3 separate regions of the Hordeum vulgare genome follow, and all the other regions are linked to region 3. The links are chromatin contacts, called in public Hi-C maps. All regions are on one chromosome and are shown on one strand. Each heading gives the region's core, a stretch centred on a gene start, on an enhancer-like site or on the middle of the called end of the contact. The rest is flanking DNA. Distances are from core to core; before and after follow the strand shown.

Region 1 (2,700 bases), core at 78-2,577, 350 kb after region 3:
TGGGCTGGCATATCCAGCATATTCAAGTACACGGGGAAGCACCCAGTGGGCATCACCCCTGGCACAATAAGATCCGCTGCCCCCTCAGCGATCAATTCCTGAAGCATACATGAACAACTAAAGTTGGAAGTACATTTGATAACAGCGAACAAATAACTCAAAGAAGCAATCGCTACCTCGACGCCATCGGAGATGCCCTGGATGACATCCGGCATGAACTTGTAGGCCTCTGTAAGGCCCTTGCCTGCAAACAAGGGCGCATTGTAGTCGTTGCCACCAAACTCGCCAATAACGAACAGCGAATTGGCATAAAACTCCTTGCATTCTTCTGCAAAAACCTCACGAGAACAAAAGATTCAAAAGCAAATTCCCAATTATTTCACAATCCAACACCTACATAGCTGCAAAGGTGGGATTTTGACATTTACCCTTGGTGGAGTTGCACAAGAAAGGCTTGAGATCACGGAACCACTGGATTTGGGTCATGAGGGCACCGGAGTTCCAGACCACCGCGCCGAGGCCCCTAACTTCGAAGTAGGGCGTGTCGAGCGCTGTCGCGCCGGTGATGGCGAAATTGGCGCCGTGCTTGAAGTCCGAGTGATTGGCCTTGGACGGCGGTGGCAGCGACAGCCCGAATTCTTGTGCTGCAATAACCGACCAAGCGCAGGAAACCCATCAGGACCGAATCTCGGAGGAATCAAGAAAAGCAGTAAGAAATAACCAAATCAAACCGGGCACTCACCCAGGTGGTCGATTACTAGGCGGCCGTCGGAGCACCGGCCGGTGGGTTTGCCAAAGTAGGTCTGCCCGTAAGGCAGCCTCGCCGTGGTGAGGTTGTCTGGGACGCCGTTTGCTATCAGATTGCCAGCGTCAGCCAGAGAGTCCCCGAAGTTGAACAGCGCTTGGTACTTCCCCTTGGCCGCCGCCTTCGCTGCGTCCACTTTCTCGGCCGCCGCCGCGAGAAATACCGCCACGACCGCAATAGCGACGAGCGCCTCCCATCTACCCATCCGACCGCTCCTTGGGTCAGTCTACGCGGAACGGAAGAGAGGAAGAAGAGAAGAAGGAGAAGGAAGACGAAATGGTGGTGGGAGAGCTAAGAGGAACTAGCAATTGCGGTTAGGGTTGGGGGTTCTTGTAGGCGTGGGCTGCGCTGGTGGCCTAACCGGTGGCGGCTGCTCGTGTGGCGTTTTCTTGGCTGCCCACGTCGTTCCCGCCGCAGGCGTGAGAGTTATTGCGGAGGTGGGAGCATGAAGAAGACTAGCAGCCTGTTTGGTTGGGGGGAATTAAAACTAGGGAATGGGAATTGAGAGGACATGAGACTAAAACTTCCTTGTATGGTTCAGGGGAAGAGGAATTTAGGAGGGAAGCGGATGCGGAATTGAGAGAGCCAACTCCATACTAGATCAACTCTAGCACATCCCGCATCCCGTCCCGACCCGTAAAATAACCGTCAAATTACGGATCGAGGCTAAAAAGTCCGCACAATCAGACCCCGCATTCCGTCCCGGTCCGTAAAAAAATGTGCGGGTCGCGGCAAATCTTCTCCCCCAACCTCTATCTTCACGGGCTGGGAGGCCGACCCGAGCTGAACCCCTATCCCGCGCGAGATTTGGCGGGAGGGATATTTCCGCGCGCCCGATCCCCGCTCCCCGCACCCTCCGCCACCATTGCCCCCCCCCCTCCGCAAGCTCCGGTTCCTCCTCCCCGGCCGTTCCTCACCGCCATGGAGGACCCCCATGTTGTCCCCCGTCACCGTCGAGGTCGCGCATGCTCCTTCCCCTCGGGGCGGATCTCGTCGCCGGCCATGTTGCCCCCGCCGCCGTCGCCCAAGCACACGCCACGCCTTCCCGCAAGCGGCAGGGCACCGTGGTCGTGCAGGGCGGGAATCCGGCTGCCCCCGCCGCGACGGCCCACGCTCCGGGCGCCAACGCCGCAGTGTGATACCGGCCGACGGCGGAGAAGGCCGACAAGGCCACGGGCGTAAAGCGGAGGAAGGTTCGCTTCAAGGAAGCCACCTTATTCAACCTCTGACTTCATCCCCCCGTAAGGAGATGCTCCGGCGATGTCGTTGAACGATCCCGCTCCCCCCGCAACCGAGGTGTTTGACGAAATGGCCGGAAGGTATGCCTCTTCAGTCTTGGCGATTCCCTTTCATTTTTCGCCATTAGTCTCGGTAGCTCGTGACTTGTTATCGTTCGCTATAGCGGTGGTTCGAACAATGCAACAACCGAGTTCATGAACATGTTGGACACGAACGCGGTTGATATTGGCAAAGGATCGAAGATCAATACTTCCGCATTATGAAAAAGTATCCTAATAGGACTGCAGGCACATTTCGGTCGCTTCAAGGGCATTGGGAGAATATCAAGCCTATGTGCAGCCGTTGGGCGGCTTGCTTGGAGCAAGTACGCAATGCACCTCCAAGTGGCACCGTGGAGTCTGACTATGTGAGTTTGTTTTTCCTTTGTTCAAGTTGTGCATCATCATAATGTATCATGGGAAATGATTGCATCACTTTGTTCATATTTTGTAGAACAAGATTGCTCAACATAGATACAAGGACATGGAAGCTTCGGAAGGCAAATTCTTCAAATTAGAGCATTGTTGGGAGTTGCTCCAAAAATGCGAGAAGTGGAAGTTGATCGACAAAGAATCCCCACCAAAGAAAGGCTCACTTATAAACATGGATGAAGATGA
Region 2 (2,700 bases), core at 13-2,512, 490 kb before region 3:
ATCTTGCACGGATGGTGAGCCGACCATGGCGCTGTAAGCCGGTGCGGACAGTGAGTTGATGTAGACCGAACCAACGTGGCGGCTTGCGCAAGTATCTGTCGAGTAGTGTGGCATGGACACATGCTCGCATGAACTCTATAGTCGCGATATAATGCCATTGTTTAAAAAATTATCCTGCATAGAATATTGTAGGAAGAGTAATTATTCTCAAGAAAATTATTATGTGCTAAAATTACACTGGATGAATATCATCTGATGTATTTGATCGTATAATCTATGATCTTTGCATGAACTGGGATATACAGAGGGCCAGGCGCAGCATGGATGTGCTACTTGTTTGATTTCACCTCGCGATGTCTGCGGAACTAATACCCCCTCTAGTCTGATCTCTCACGAGTCTAGTAGGACTAGTATTGCTGTATACAAGTATTGTTGATTTCTCACGAGTCAACTGCTCCTTCTTCTTTCTTTTATTGATCCGATCAATGGAACAACAACTCGAGATCTCCTTATATTTGAAACTGCCAGTGGTCTCCTTTGCACGTATTTGCAACAGCTGAGACAACAACCATCTGATACAGAATTAGCCCGTAGCATCCTTAGTGCAGAAGGAGAGCACCGTTGCCGATCTCCATGAGCGCCGCGAGCGCCGTGACTCCCTCGGCATCCTCCCAGGCGACGACCGCCACTATCCGTCGGAACTCGGCCTCGGGGATGCGCTTGTAGTAATCCCCATTGTCCCCGCTCTGGTGGATACCGATGGGGTTGAAGTAGCACTGCAGGATCGTCCTCCACTCCGAGTTCATGTGCTAGTAGTCATGCAGCATCTTCTTGAGGTACTGCTCTGTCCCGTCGTACATGTTGATGTGGAGCAAGGGGTCCTTTCGCTTGGCCTCCGACTCGGACACGAGATTGGATCAGAGTGAGTCGACTAGAGACGAACGCGGCGGGGCTGACTCGGACATGAGATTAGCTTGAAGCAAGGCGACTTGAGGCGAAGCTGGTGGTGGAAAGCCAAGCCGGCGACGTGGTCAGCAGTGGCAGTTGCGGCGCGGCGGAGGCAAACGAGGCAGCGGGGCGGCTCGAGACCGAGCCAACGTGGTGTGGCGGACGCAGATGCGGCGCAAGGCGTGGCCACGACACAGCCAACTGATGCGGTGAGGCAGTTTGAGGTGAGGCCGGTGCGGTGTAGTGGAGGTAGGCGCGGCGCAAGGTGTGGCTGCGGCAGTGAGGCGGCTCGATGCCAACCGGCGACGTGGTCGGCAAGTCCGCGTCTGTTTCTTCCTTCAAGAAGTCGCGGCCTCCCCCTTTTATCGTTTAAGAGCAATACGTAGCAGCAGGCCGTGGCAGGATGCATCTTTTTTTTATCTTTAGTTTTTCCCTTTTTTATGGATGGAGGTTGACCCGAGAACGTTAGTAGAACACATCAATCTTTTCCTTTGCTTTCGTTAATGCCGCGAACGCGGTAGGCTTCTTCTGTGGTTCAGCAAATTTTGTCGCCAGATAGACGATTTGTGGTCGGTCAACATCAAACTTATATTTTGACTCCGATCTGGTTTATTTCTAATGTTGGAACTTTTTCCAATATTGACAGATGAACTCGTAATCGATGTAGATCCTTTCATGGTCGCTCTTTTTCATCCGGCAAATCGCAAACTTCTCGATCCGTGAAGAAATCCCCTCAAGAACTTAACACCATCGTGCTTTGCCCCATGGTCGGCGTCAAATGTCGTGATTTTGGCACGACATATGTCCTTCTGAGAGAACTTAGGTGTGAGGCCATCGCAACTATGTGGCGGCTTGAGAGGGATTGGTCGGAATTGAGAGACGCGAGTTTACCCAGGTTTGACCCCTCCGATGGAGGTAAAAGCCTACGTCCTGTTTGTGTTTCATTGATGAAGATGATGGTCTTGATTACAAGGGGCGGAATAACTACCTCTAATCTCGAAGCTGTCTAATCTGTCTATCTCTAATGACAATCTGTCCCTCTTGGGGCGCCTTACCCCTCTTTATATAGGTGGAAGTGGTAGGTTTACATGTAGAGTCCTACTAGGAGTAGGACTAGGACTAGTCTCTCTTGAATACTAATATGAGTCTTGTCTCCTTCCCACGGGAGTCTTTTCTCTTCTTGGGCCTCTCTCTTGTGAACCGGCCCTCCTTGCCTCTCTATCAGCCGCCTTATGCGTGGGTGCACGTCGGGCCTTGGGCCTTCTGTCTTATCATTCGTCTGACCAGCCTACCATGTCACTAGTGAGTCGCCAAGCTCGACCGGGTCACCAGTGAGTCGCCAAGTTTGAACGGGTCATACTTCAAGCCGGGTTACCTGCGGGGTATATCCCCGACACTGCCAGTTCTTCACCGAGTCCAAAAACCTCATCTCGAGAAGGCTACTTTTGCCCCTAAGCTGAATGCCTAAGCCGCTGCAAAGCTGTACTACATTGGTATTTCGCCCTGAGGAAGGAAACTTCTTCACGGTCATCCCTCGACACTTGAACAAGCGCTTGAACAAGCCCCAATGCAGATAACATCCAAGGAAGTTCTCGCACAATGACACAAATGCGGCCTGATATGTAACAACGTTGGGAGGCAAATGATGGAGCTGAGCCCCGAACAGAGCAAGAAATGCTCGAAAGAAAGGATGCGAAGGCAGAGAGAAACCTCGCTCGATGTGGGTGACCAAGAGCACCCGCTCGTCGTTCT
Region 3 (2,700 bases), core at 84-2,583:
TTGCACATGTAAGTAAGGAGTAGAGTTTAGGAAGATCAACCGCAAAGATAGACACGACAATTTTTGGCGTGGTTCCGATAGGTGGTGTTATCGTACGTCCACGTTAGTGAAGACTTCAACCCACAGAGTGTAATGGCTGTGAGAGTCCACAGAGGGTTCCACCCACAAAGGGTCCATGAAGAAGCGGCCTTGTCTATTCCACCATGGCTTACGTCCATACATGACTAGCCTCACTCACGGTAGATATTCATGAAGTATGCGATCTCCTTGCCCGTACAAACTTCTTGGTTCAACTCCACAACACGAAGTAGGAGGCTCCCAAGCGACACCTAACCAATCTAGGAGGCACCACCCTCCAAAAGGTAATAGATGTGGTAGAGCGATCAACTCCTTGCTCTTGTGCTTCAAAAGATAGTCTCCTCAACACTCAAACACTCTCTCACAGATTTGGCATGGGTAGGAGAGATTGATTATGGAAAGCAACTTGGGGAGGCTAGAGATCAAGGTTCAAATGGTTGGATTGGATTCTCTTGATCTCAACACATGAGTAGGTGGCTCTCTGTTAGAAAAATGGATATCGCAAGTGTAAGTGTGTTATGAGTGCTTCCTCTGCGAATGAGAGGAGGTGGAGGGGTATATATAGGCATCCCCAAAATCCAACTGTTACAACATTATTGCCCAACTCGGTGACACCGAAATGAATCTCGATGGTACCGAGTTGCATTAAATGTGGAAACTTTTGAATTTTTGGTGATACCAACATATAAATCTCGGTGGTACCAATAGGATGCCCTAGAGCAGTTTCCAAATCTCGGTGAGACCGAATCCAATCTCGAAAATTTCGATTCTTGTAATTAGCTCAATAGAAAGTTGGTCACTGATCTCGGTGGCACCGATATGAAACTTGGTGGCACCGATATGAAAGTTGGTGGTACCGAGATGGTAAGATTTGACAGCGGATCTGTGTGACGGGAAATCGGTAGGGCCGAGTGGAAAAAGTTGGTGGCACCAATTTTGCTGGTTTAGCTTTGGACAGAGATATTTTGTGGGAGAATGAGTGAATTTTAGTGGTGGCTATCTCTAAACACTTGAGCAACCAATTCATCATAATACCTCATCCCTTTTTAACAGTATTGGCTTTCCTATGGACTCAAAAGTGATTTCTCACAAATGTAAAATGTAGAGTCTTCTTGCTTGAAGTTTGAGCCAATCCTATTCTTTTCCTTGCATCAAGGGGATTCTCCTCACAATCCTTTGGTCAATATTTTTGTAGACTATACATGAAATATACTAGGTAAAAATATTATTTCAAAAGACAATGTATGTTGTCATGAATTATCGAAAACCACAAACGGATCATATGTGCTTTCAAATTACAAGAATGGATCGAGATCTCCGAAAGGGAAAAAGGGGAAAGGTAGGAGACATTAGTGGTTGAGGAAAAACCGTGTCATTCTTTTCGTTGATCCTCTGGATGACTCCTTCCCCTATGCGCTTTCTGGTTAAGCGGTACGAGATGAGACGTTGGCGACAGTGGCCCACTCCGGCCCCAGGTACCTCCTGCTGACTTGGTTGCGCGTCGCGCTATCGTGGCAAATGGTGTGTCTTCTCCTTGAACGGCCACATAACTTGTGTTGATGTAACTGCTTTGCCCTTAAAAAAAACAATGCCGTGTGCAACCACAAGTGACTATCGAGTAGCCCCACAAGCTCCGGGGCCATCTGTCATGGCTATACCAAAGAAGCCAAACGGAAAACCTCGCGCACAACTGTCAGCAGATAGAGCCATCAAATCCACGCGCGCATTCACGCCCGCATCCGAAACTATTACAGTCCGACCAACCAAAAGCAGCACCCATTAATCTACTCCTTTTCCGCTTTCCCATTAAAATCGACGAATTCTTCGCCGTAGAAATCAGATTCGCGAACGGAAACAGCAGCACCGGAGTATAATTCTTGCAATTTGTTGTGGTTTCTTCCCTCTTGGCTTCGATCATACGAGTTGATATAAACAAGAACTGTATTAGTGCTGTCCCCAAATCCGTGGATTCCGAGTCCGATGGCTCGATCGACATTTTAATTCCGATTTGTAAGTTTGCTCAACACTTTTACCTAGGGTTTCCGATTCCTCGCCTCAAGGGAATTTACAGAATCGTAATCTTTGTCCTTTTTTCTTCTTCCTCTTCGCTTCAGATTTTTGGTGAATTGTCGTGGATTCCGCGGCCGCGGTGCAAGGTGTCAAAGGTGTGAACAGTCGCTATGCAGTACCACCACCGCAGCCGCCTGCCGCCGCCTCCTCCACCGCCGTTTGGCCGAGGCAGTGGCGCCGTGTACCCTGGCGGCCACAAGCAGCTGTACGCTCCTCAAATTCCTCCTCGCCCCCCGCTTCTCGCGCCGCCGCATCGCAGATACGAGGTGCTCATGGAGGCCGGCCGCCTCGCGGCCGAGTACCTGGTATCCACGGGCGTGCTCCCGCCGTCCTCCCTACAACGCGGCGGCGGTGACCCGTGGACTGTTCCTCCCCTGCCTCAACCGCGGCAGCAATCCCCCGCATTCTATGACTGGAGGAGGTACGATGATGTATATAGCAATAACCCTGGCACCCGTCCTAGCTGGAACAGTAACATTACTGGTTGTTGTACTAATAGAGATGATTACAGCAATGGTGGTAGCTACAATGGGAGATGGAAGAGGAAGTATG

What was found. Hi-C and Micro-C count contacts between places; a contact is called where the count stands out from the background.
Region 1: a contact with region 3 is called in a Hi-C map of leaf, with 4 times the contacts expected there. The contact joins the promoter of LOC123402722 here to the promoter of LOC123401384 in region 3. A contact is called at or near these places in 4 of 6 Hi-C or Micro-C datasets (leaf, seedling and an unstated tissue).
Region 2: a Hi-C map of leaf shows a contact between it and region 3, with 3 times the contacts expected there. The contact joins the enhancer-like site here to the promoter of LOC123401384 in region 3. A contact is called at or near these places in 2 of 6 Hi-C or Micro-C datasets (leaf and seedling).

What each region holds. Positions count from the first base shown.
Region 1 is chr6H:230,032,182-230,034,881 of MorexV3_pseudomolecules_assembly, reverse strand. LOC123402722 (GDSL esterase/lipase At5g45910-like) reads right to left here and starts at 1,327. Exons shown (of 5, transcript XM_045096674.1): 1 at 743-1,327; 2 at 429-644; 3 at 177-328; 4 at 1-98. The coding sequence starts at 1,010.
Region 2 is chr6H:230,869,158-230,871,857 of MorexV3_pseudomolecules_assembly, reverse strand. No RefSeq gene overlaps it. Among protein-coding and RNA genes, the nearest start is that of LOC123401838, 84 kb to the left of the region's middle. Within about 2 kb of position 1,262, at least 1 of the 3 cell types and tissues checked has open chromatin away from gene starts, as enhancers often do. A contact at or near this core is called in leaf, where this site is marked.
Region 3 is chr6H:230,380,325-230,383,024 of MorexV3_pseudomolecules_assembly, reverse strand. LOC123401384 reads left to right here and starts at 1,333. Exons shown (of 6, transcript XM_045095172.1): 1 at 1,333-2,088; 2 at 2,193-2,569; 3 at 2,660-2,700. The coding sequence starts at 2,259.